Regions from separate parts of the Pan troglodytes genome. Here all the other regions are linked to region 2. The links are chromatin contacts, called in public Hi-C maps. All regions are on one chromosome and are shown on one strand. The core of a region is the stretch at or near the end of the contact, and the rest is flanking DNA. Distances in the headings are between cores, read along the strand shown.

What was found. Hi-C and Micro-C count contacts between places; a contact is called where the count stands out from the background.
Region 1: a contact with region 2 is called in a Hi-C map of stem cell-derived neural progenitor cells, with 3 times the contacts expected there. The contact joins two enhancer-like sites. A contact is called at or near these places in 1 of 7 Hi-C or Micro-C datasets (stem cell-derived neural progenitor cells) and 1 of 1 datasets of contacts at active chromatin or transcription factors (stem cell-derived excitatory neurons).
Region 3: a Hi-C map of stem cell-derived neural progenitor cells shows a contact between it and region 2, with 4 times the contacts expected there. The contact joins the promoter of EFNA5 here to the enhancer-like site in region 2. A contact is called at or near these places in 1 of 7 Hi-C or Micro-C datasets (stem cell-derived neural progenitor cells) and 1 of 1 datasets of contacts at active chromatin or transcription factors (stem cell-derived excitatory neurons).

Annotation. Positions count from the first base shown.
Region 1 is chr4:105,374,311-105,377,616 of NHGRI_mPanTro3-v2.0_pri, forward strand. The region is part of intron 1 of EFNA5 (ephrin A5); the gene reads right to left. Among named protein-coding and RNA genes, the nearest start is that of EFNA5, 17 kb to the right of the region's middle. Within about 2 kb of position 1,366, at least 6 of the 24 cell types and tissues checked have an H3K27ac peak or open chromatin away from gene starts, as enhancers often do. A contact at or near this core is called in stem cell-derived neural progenitor cells, where this site is marked.
Region 2 is chr4:105,108,408-105,111,711 of NHGRI_mPanTro3-v2.0_pri, forward strand. It overlaps EFNA5 (ephrin A5), which reads right to left. Exons shown (of 5, transcript XM_526972.8): 3 at 1,413-1,478; 4 at 943-1,023. Among named protein-coding and RNA genes, the nearest start is that of EFNA5, 280 kb to the right of the region's middle. Within about 2 kb of position 1,879, at least 5 of the 24 cell types and tissues checked have an H3K27ac peak or open chromatin away from gene starts, as enhancers often do. A contact at or near this core is called in stem cell-derived neural progenitor cells, where this site is marked.
Region 3 is chr4:105,391,476-105,394,488 of NHGRI_mPanTro3-v2.0_pri, forward strand. EFNA5 (ephrin A5) reads right to left here and starts at 1,347. Exons shown (of 5, transcript XM_526972.8): 1 at 1,215-1,347. The coding sequence starts at 1,339.

The DNA.
Region 1 (3,306 bases), core at 116-2,615, 270 kb after region 2:
AAAAAGTCAAAAACAAAAATCACAACCTTAAATTCACACTCCACAACTTGACCAACCTACCTCTTCAGCCCATGATGCAGGTACTTTCACTAGATCCCCTCCACCCTGAATAAACTACTTTCTGTTTATTCCCCAAATCCATATACAAGGTTACAGCCAGTAGGCCTTTGCTCCCGTTCCTAAGGATCCCTGGAATATTCTTCAGCTACTTGCCCCATCTCTTTTAAAATCATATCCATTGTTCAAGGTCTAGACTAAATTATTCCTCTCCAGAAAGTAGTTTCTGATACCCCTGAACAGATGTGCTTTCTCTCTCTCTGTCCATAGCATTTCATGCTTTATTGTGACACTATTGTTCTAATATATTAGTGGCCTGAATGAAGCAGAACAGTTTGATGATTGCCTTGGCAGTCAAAGAATTTTCTAATTGTCCTGGTATTTGCCTGCATGTGGTCTTTAGCACTGATATGTTCACATCAAATATCACAGAAGACTACAAATTTAAAAGCATGCTTACAATATCAGTGGAAATGAATTAACAATCCAAATATGCTATTGGTTTTACTGTGTATTTATTAACAATTACTTTGTAGTCAACACACACAATAATTTCTTTTTAAGGATGTTTACTTTTCTAGTTAGTAAATGTACGGGATGGTTTTCACTAAAACATAAGTCAGCCAGCTGTTTGTTTGGGTTCTTAAACTGAATGGTAAAAATACAAGCAGCTTTTTCTCAAAGTACTCCACTTTAACCAAGGGAATCTGTTCCATATTTAAATGATTTAATTTTCTTTTTCTAAAAAAAAAAAAGTTTAAAATTTTCATATAATAAGAACATCTCCTCTTCAGAACTTTCATTTCAAATGGCATATGGTTCTCCCTCACCCATCTGATGCCCCAGGGATGCCAAGGCACTTAGGAGACCCAAGAGAGTGTGTAATCCGACATGACAGCTGAAAGAGGGAAGGCTGACAGAGGCATCAGAACAGGTACCAGGGAGGGAGAAGCATCATTCTGGAATCTGAGGGTTTACCCTTTTACTTTCTTCCAAGTTCACCAAAATCCTGCAATTTACATCTCCTTGAGAAGACAGCATCACTGACACAAAGGTTTCACTCAGAAATGGGCTGGACCCACCAAGACAAGCAGCTTTGTGTACCTTAAACTTCACTAAAGCAGACAGGCTGGTCAGCATTTCTGCACTTCAGTCTCCTAAGTTCTCCATAACCCAGTGTAAGCTCCAGCTGGCTTTGTAGTCAGCTTCCCTTTCCTCTATATGGTGCATTTATGAGTTCAGCTGTGGGCCCTGTTAATTTCCCTCCACAGCCTTTCTTCTTTTCCTAACACATGCATACTTGAGCCCGCTCTGGAGTGCTGACTAAGGAGGAACAATAGGAGGCTTTGAGCAGGGCTCAGCCCCAGACCCAGTCAATATTTACTTCAGTTTGGAGGCACTGTTTTAAAGCTCCTTCCAAGCACAACTCAAAAGGGGGAGTCCCCAGAGGTTTCTAGATTTTATTTTAACTAGAGGGAAGAGGGGTATAGAGATAAATAGATTACTGTCCAAACCACTTTCTCAGAGAAAATAAGAGAGGCTGTTCAACAAAACAGGTTAGATTTTCAATACTAATTAGCAATTTATAACAAGAAAAACCAATCGTCTTCCAACACTGATTATTGCAGTCTTAAAACTCCATATTCAGGCTGCAGTGCAAATCTACTTAATGTGACCCATGCATATCTTGTGAGCAGAGTCCTGATCCTATCAACCACTCAAGAGCTTGCCAATGTTTGCCTACTCTGCCCAGAATGGTAATGCAAGAGCTCTAGGTGAAGTTAACCCAAACTCCACGACTGAATTCCAAACCAGGTCTTATGTATACTATCAATATGTGATTACAAAATGAAGCTGTGATTACCAAACCCCATGAATTAAGAGTATGCTATGATAAACACTAGTAAGTATGCCTGTTATCTTTGCAATAGATTGGAAAGGTTAATCTATGGCTATGAAGGGAGTGACTAGGAAAAAAAAGTCACAAATACTCTCTTCCCACCAGTAAAAGAGGCTTACTATGGGACAGCATGTGGGAGGTAAGATGGATAGTTCGTTCTAATACCACATTAGAGCCAATAAAGCTTCCCTGTGGGTTTACATTGCCTTCTGTTGACACAAATATAGACAGAACTTCTATATTAAATATGAAACTACTTAACCGTAAGGATTTTTGTATTTGCCAGTTGGTTTAAACTTTTTTTTTAAAGGTCAATTGCCATAGAACTAACCCAAAGTGACAGTTGGGAAATTTTACCAAAATGATTAAGGCTATATAAAATTACTAACGATTTGTTAGATACCTAAGGAAGAAATTCATAGTTGTCTGCCATAACCAACTATAATACTCATTATTCCATTCAAATCATTAAGTAGACTTTGTTCCTTTTGCTTAAAGACTCAACTGTATATTCCATTCACATTTTGCAACATTTCCATAAGAACAGAGCCAAATGATCTAAAAACTTTAAAAAGAGAAATTGAAGAGAATTTACAACTGTCCAAAGTTAAAATTCTAGTTTATGACAACCTTAGTACTAAAGAGCATCTTCTGTATTTTAAACATGTAAAATACATTGACATAACTCAGCCTTTCACAAAGAGAAATAGAGATAATTCAAACCATTCCTCCCTCCAAAAAAAAATAGAGGTAAAAGGTGATGCACCAGGATTAGCCTGTTCAACTGTCTAAATTCATCACATGCACTGGAATCTGTTCAGCTCTAGCCTTTAGTACATTATTTACCATATTAATAAAAGCTGAATAATTAAGCTGCAACTCAATCCAATCATTTCAATACCTTAAGGAATTACTGGATAGCTATACACATGCAATCTGATCAATCAACATGCTCTCATGGAAAAAAAAAAATGCTGAGTAAGCCTGGCTAAGATGCAGTCTTTGGCTGATATTCTTTAACTTATGTACAAGAATATAAGGAATTAGTATTTTAATAACACAAAATATCAATAAGTAAGTTATCAAAATTTAAACTTCTTGACTACCCTTTTGCCAAGAAAGCAAGCCTGGAGCAAGGGAGGGACTGTAACTAATATCATTCATCAGACATGGAATCCAAGTAACATAAAATTACCAAGCTTCAAACTTGAAATAAACTCATAGCAAGCTCATTCCCTTGACAAATTTTAACTTCCAATTTAGCAGGAAAAAAGAAACCTGCTTTTGTACAAAATGATATAAGAGCAACAAAGGTAAATCTAGCTTTCCTATGAGCACAGCGATTGTAA
Region 2 (3,304 bases), core at 629-3,128:
GGGAGAAGAGGACACCACAGAGGAAGGGAACACACAGGGCCTCCAGGCACACCCCTCCATAAGCAGTTGGTAGAGGGCGACCACTCCTCTCAGTTAATCTAGTTTTATTAAATGGCCAGACTGAATTGATAACCGAATGGATATTTACAGGTTCTTATTATCCATAGTATGCGACAGACTAATGCCTCAATGAGTGCTTTGGTAGGTTTTATTTTTCTTTAGTTATGGGAAACATTAGGAGTGTGGAAGTCAATCGTAGAAAAGTTTTATTTATCCTTAAAACTTATTTTGCCTCTGTAATCAAGGATCACATTTGGCTCAACAGGCTACTGGTACATTTGTGGCAGCAAGAGATGTGTGAATTTGTGGTGGCAATGTGATTATACTTCTCCAGACCAATTACTATTGACAATAGCAAAAATATTTAAATAAAATAAAGTTCCTTAGGTCAGTTCAATGATGCATGTAAATTTCTAGAGAAAATTAAGTATGTTGAATTAGTTTCTATTTTGTGCAATAGTCTTATTACTTTTATCTACAGATTTGGACATAAAAAATAAAATTTTATGAACATATACATAGAAATGTTTTGTGTCTTATATGAAAACAGATCCTTTAATATTCACAGTGATTCACCAGCATGCTCTGAGGATATGGTAAAAGGCAGTGAGATTTTAGCATTCCGATGGGGCTTCTATATTAGGATACTGCATTAGCTCAAACCCATTCCAAAAAAGAAAATTTTATTTTACCTAACATGCATTGCACAAAGATACTGGAGGAATGAGGTAGAATATAAGTCATATTAGCATCGCTAGCAATGAGCAAAAGCAGAACAACAACTATAACATGCAAACATGCAGAGAAGAAGAAGGGAAAAAAATACGGAAGCACCAGAGAAATAGATGCATTTGTTAAAAGAGATTCTCTAAGCATACTAACCTGCTGGTTCTAATGAATTTTCTACTTTGTCGTTAACATCGAAAACACGATCATGAACACCTATAGTTTTCATACAGCTATCTATAACAAAAATAGAGATAACAGCCAAATATGTTAGTGAAGACACCCTTAAACTCCCATTTCTTTCTTTTTTCTTTCTCTCCTTTTTTTCTTTTTTTATGTAGATTGTCTTACAATCAATGGCATGTTCCAAATGCCAATATTGTTCCCATTTGCTCTGCATGTACAACAGTCTAAGAAACAACAAGTTAGCAACTGCTGTGTACTTAAGTAAAAGCATCATGAAGAATGAGAAAAAATATGATGAAAACTAAAATATGAATGTTGATATACAAAACAGATACCACACAAGATTTAACAGTAAAAAAAGTTTTACCGCCGTGAACCAGACCACACAATAAAGCATGCGCGGTGAAGCCACCCTCTGAAGCTCATGCTAGTGAACTTACTTGTCGGTCTCACAAAGACTTTGAGCTTTAGACAGGACCTTCTTCCATTATCTGGGATTGCAGAGGCTGTGGGTAACACAGAGAGAGAGCAGGAAAGAAAGAAGAGAACAACAACATATTACTCTTCATTTTCACATGCAAATGATGAACAATAAATTCTTTCCTGACTTGAACAACAGGAACTTTCTCTAATTCCTCCTCCAAATTAAAACAAACAGTACTTTTCAGGTCTCACTGCTATAGAAAGGCTACTTTCATATCCTGATTTTCTCTTTTCAATACAATAAAAGAATCATGCAAGAATGTGAGTAATCTGTGAAGAAATACTTTGGATTTTTATTTCAAAGTCTCTTCCATTTAACTTGATCTGTTATCAATTTTCTCTAAATCGAGAGGATAATGTGTGAGCCCTCCAGCTTTCACAGAGCCGCTCCTCCTCTGCTGCAGGAAAAGGGGCCCAACAGAGGCCCAAGGTGAAAGTGCCGGCAAAAACCAATAACAGAGAGTTACAGGGCAGACTTAAACGTGACCTATTTCTGCTGGGGAAAGCAGAGCTTTGTCTGTACTGAAAGCTTGTCTGTCAGTGCTTTTGCAGGTAATTCAATTAGAGGTTTTACTCAGAACTTGGCTCTGCATTCTATATGACTAACCCAAGCCCGGTAACTTCCATCATGCTATTATAAGTACAATATGCTATTGAGAAAGTACTATGTTGCAACGGTACATGTATTTTTTTTTTTTCAATTTGCCACAGAGAAGGATGGAATTAATAAAGTGGGCTTACCAAAACATGACAGCATGTTTCAAGTTATAAATCACTTGAGGAAGAAACTTTCTTCTCCTTTTCAAGATAATAAGACTGTAAACTTTCCCTATGGTTGAAAGATTATCTCCCCTGTGTACACACAGCAAAATGTCAAAGGAATTTCCAAGGGCAGTAAGGCCCTTAACAACCACATGTATTTACTAATGCATCCTAGAAATGACAAAAATTACAGAAACGAGCGTCGCATACTTTCCTCCCTATGTGTTTGCTTCAAGTGGTTTCTTTGTTCAGAAAAAGCAGATGACATCAATCAAATCACACACGGCTTACAATTAGTTTGGCAATACCCAAAGTGACAAAGAGGGATCGGCATTTGGTATGTCTTCTCTCTCCTTTATTTTTATTTTTAAATTATTCCTCATGGGGAGCTGAGAACACAAAAATGCTTCTTTTGCAGGTGAGAGGATTCAATATACAAACTTCCAAACAAATTTTACACAGTCTCCTTATGTAATTCTAGATCCAAGTAACCCTCCTGGAGGAGAACTTCTAAATTCACCAACTAAATAATGTCAAGTAGTATAGGGTCCCCAGTGTCCCTATTCAACACCTGTTGAAAACTACTTTAATTTTAAAACAAAAGTATAGAGAAAAAGTGTTTTTGGTCCTCCCTATCTCCCCTGGTTGCTCTGACAAGCAGTTAAGAAGTGCTAACAGCTGGCTTTGCTGTAGGCTTTCATTAAATCATAGCCAGAAAAACTCCCTCTACTGACATTTACAGTAACTAGTGTGTTATTTAGGGCACAATATTTGCACTCTGCGGTTTGATCCAGGAAATGGTGTCCTTCCTGTGGACCTCAACTGCAAATGTGCATGTCACAAATACAGTACACATAGGTGACTCCAATTCATTAGGAAAACCATGGGTTCTTGAGGGAGTATATGTCTTATTCATGAGAGTTAGTGCGAAAAAAGTGACACATGGATGTTCACACTGCTGTTCAATGAATTTCTGAGCTGAGATGAACTCACTTCAAGCCTTGTGAACTTGATTTGCTACATGCACATAACTGACTTTACAGATGATACTGCTAGATAAACAGGCTGAAGACAGAATCAAATGCTT
Region 3 (3,013 bases), core at 97-2,596, 280 kb after region 2:
TAACCCCTCGGCCTCCCGCCTCTCTCTTCCCAACTTCCACTCCAGCCCAGTGAAAAACCTGTGACTTTAGATGCAATCGGTACTATTAATAAATAGCACCTAGGAGGGCACCGAGACCGGCACACAGCTGGAAGCTAGCCTCTGTCCCAGAGAAAGCAGTGCGGTATGGGCCTAGCGGGGCCGACTTCTGTGCACAGACCGGGAAGCAATAAAGGTTCGGAACTGCTCCAGACCCGGAGGACCCCGCCGGGCACTCTGGATAACCTCCCCACTCCACTTCCAGGGTCCGAAAACACGGGACGTCTGCGACTGGCCGGTGTCCAGCACGCGCGCTAGGACCGCCCCAGGCGCCCACCTCTAGTCTCCCGCATACCCGGCGGGCTTGGGGACGCCTACAAATCGGTTCCAGGTAATCGCGCGCGTTCCTCCGGCAGCACATCGCCAGGCCGCGGGCGAAGGGCTCCCACCTCCTGGCTCGGCCAACTCTGGCAGCTTGTTCCGCACACATGACGTAACCCGGCATTAGATCAAACTTTCTGGCACCTTGAACCCACTGGGGTGGGTGGAGGGATGGAGAAGATGGGAGAATCCTCTCCACTGCCAGGCGCGCCGGGCCCAGACTGACTCAGGGGCCGAATGATTTCCTCGCAGTTAAAGAGGAAAATAAAAACCTAAAGCTTCCGCTTCCCAGCCCCCCTCACTTCCCCCAGCCCGTGCGCTCTCTCTGCGCGCACCGGGAAAAGAGAAGGGAAAATTAAAATTAAAAAAAAAAAACAAAAAACTTTGGGGGATGTTTGGCGGGTTCTCTCCGCAGTCCCTGCGGACCCACGCTCCAGGAAGGAGCTCCCGGCTGCGCACACTGGGGGCTCCCCGCGCCGGGAACCGGATGCCAGCCAGATGCCGGGGCTGGGAAGCAGAGAAGTCCCTACTCCCCGGCTCCCGCCCTTTTCCGAGTCTCCCGGCGCCCCGCAGAAGCAGTCGGTCTAGGCAGCCCCGGGGACTCCCAGGGGTACCTGGCCTTTCCGCGGCGGCTTAACAAAGAGGGGCGCGACGCGAGCGCTTCCCGCCGACGCCTCAAGCCATCAGCGCCCGGGCGACGCAGGCTCCGAGGGTGCGCGCCGCCAGCGGTTGGTGCGCGCCGATCCCCGCCGCCGCTCCTTCCGCAGGGCCCCGAGGCCCGGGTAGCCCTGACTCTCCGCCTGTTATCGGCTTACCTGGGGTTGCTGCTGTTCCAGTAGACAGCGTAGCGGTCGGCGACGGCCTTGGAGCCCGGGTCCTGGCTGAACACACACATCCAGAGCACCAGAAACACCAGCGTCAACATCTCCACGTGCAACATCACGCCTGGCCAGCGGCGGAGCCCCCGACGCGCCACTCCGGGGAGAGAGCCGGGATCCGGAGGGAGGGAGGCAGGCAAAGGGACAGAGAGAGAGCGGGCGCCAAATAAATATGAATAAATAAAAATGAAAGGGGGCGAGAAAGGAAAGAGGCGCCCACCAAGCTGGGAAGGGGTAGGAGAGCGAGAAGAAAAGAAGGCGGTGGGGTGGGGGGTGATAAAGACAAACTCGCACCCCCACTGGAGGGTTCAGGAGGAAAAAGGAATCACAAGATGGAGAGAAGCATGCGTGTGTGTGGTGGCGGCGGCGAGGGCGGGGGAAGAGGTGCCAAGCTGTGTCTCGGGCGGCGGCGGCAAGCCGGTCACCCCGGGAGAGGGAGGTGCGCGCCGGGCCGGGCGGCTGCAGCGCGGGTCGGGGCAGGCGGCGGCGCGCGCTGCACAGTCACCGGGAGTTGCGCGCCGCAGCCGCGGGGAGACATACACCGGCCCGCCGGGCCCGGCTCAGCGTCGGCGCAGCAGGCTACGCACGGCTCCGCCACCGCCCGGGGCCCTCGCACTGCGCCCCGCTTCGCTCCAAGTTACTTTGGCGGCCGGTGGGAAACTGCAGGAGAAGGGCGACGTGCTGATAGAGGGCTTCGCGCTTGTGGTCCCGGGAGTCTGAGAACCCCTTTCCTCAGCCTCCTCTGTGCCTTAGCGGGGCGACCCCCAGAAATCTCAGAGGAGTCGTAGGTGCTGCGGTACCGGGCGGTGCGCCGAGAAGGGTGGGGATCCGGAGCCGCAACCCAGCCTTGTCGGTGCCCTGGAACTGGTTAAGCGGCAGCTGCGCCGGCTTTCGAAGCGGTCTTGCCTGGAAAACCTCACAGAAAAGTTTGGCTCTTCGCGTCTTCCGGCAGGTCCCCCAGCAGAGTCGGAACGCGGCGGTAGCGGAAGAGGGCACCCCGGGGGCTGACCGAGCCTCGGGGATTTCTCGCGCGTGCTTTCCTTGGCTGGGTGTGGGTGCACCACAGTGAATGAAGAGCAGAGGTTAATACCAGCCGGCCTGGCGGAGCTGGGATGCCTAAACCTGCAAGACGACGCCAACCCAACTGTTCGGCTGGAGAGCGGGAGGGGAAACAATCACTTTCAAATGGATCCCTCCAACTCCTGGATGGGCCGATGTCAGTCTCCGATCGCCTTCCGAGAGGGAGACTGAGCCCCCACACGCGGTGCCAAGAGCCCGGGGTGAGCTCTCAGAAGTGTCCCTGCGACTCCAGCGGGTCCAAGCCTAGCAACTTGTAGAGATGCATCAATCAGTTTGAAATGGGAAAAGAGGGGAAAAAAAAAAAAGCGCACGAGCGAGTGGCACCTCCCCGATGACTACATCAGAAAACCTTCCCGATCCTCCCGCAGCTGCTCCTCTTTCCCTCCTTAGGCACAGCAGTAACAGAGGTGAAAACCACAAACCGAATCCTAAAACCCCTACCCAGGCGGGAAAATAAATAAACTTGAGTGCAGCAGCAGCAGCACGAGCAGCCCAGGAGGAATTGAAACGACTGGCAAGAAGTGGAAAGGGTTTTGTAAAAGTCAGTTTTGCAAAAGAGGGGGAAAAAAAGAGAGCGAGAGAAAAAATGCTTTATGGGAAAAAAAATCTCCTCGGGCACGCCCCCTCGTTAATGACTTGCGTGGAAAGCCGACAGC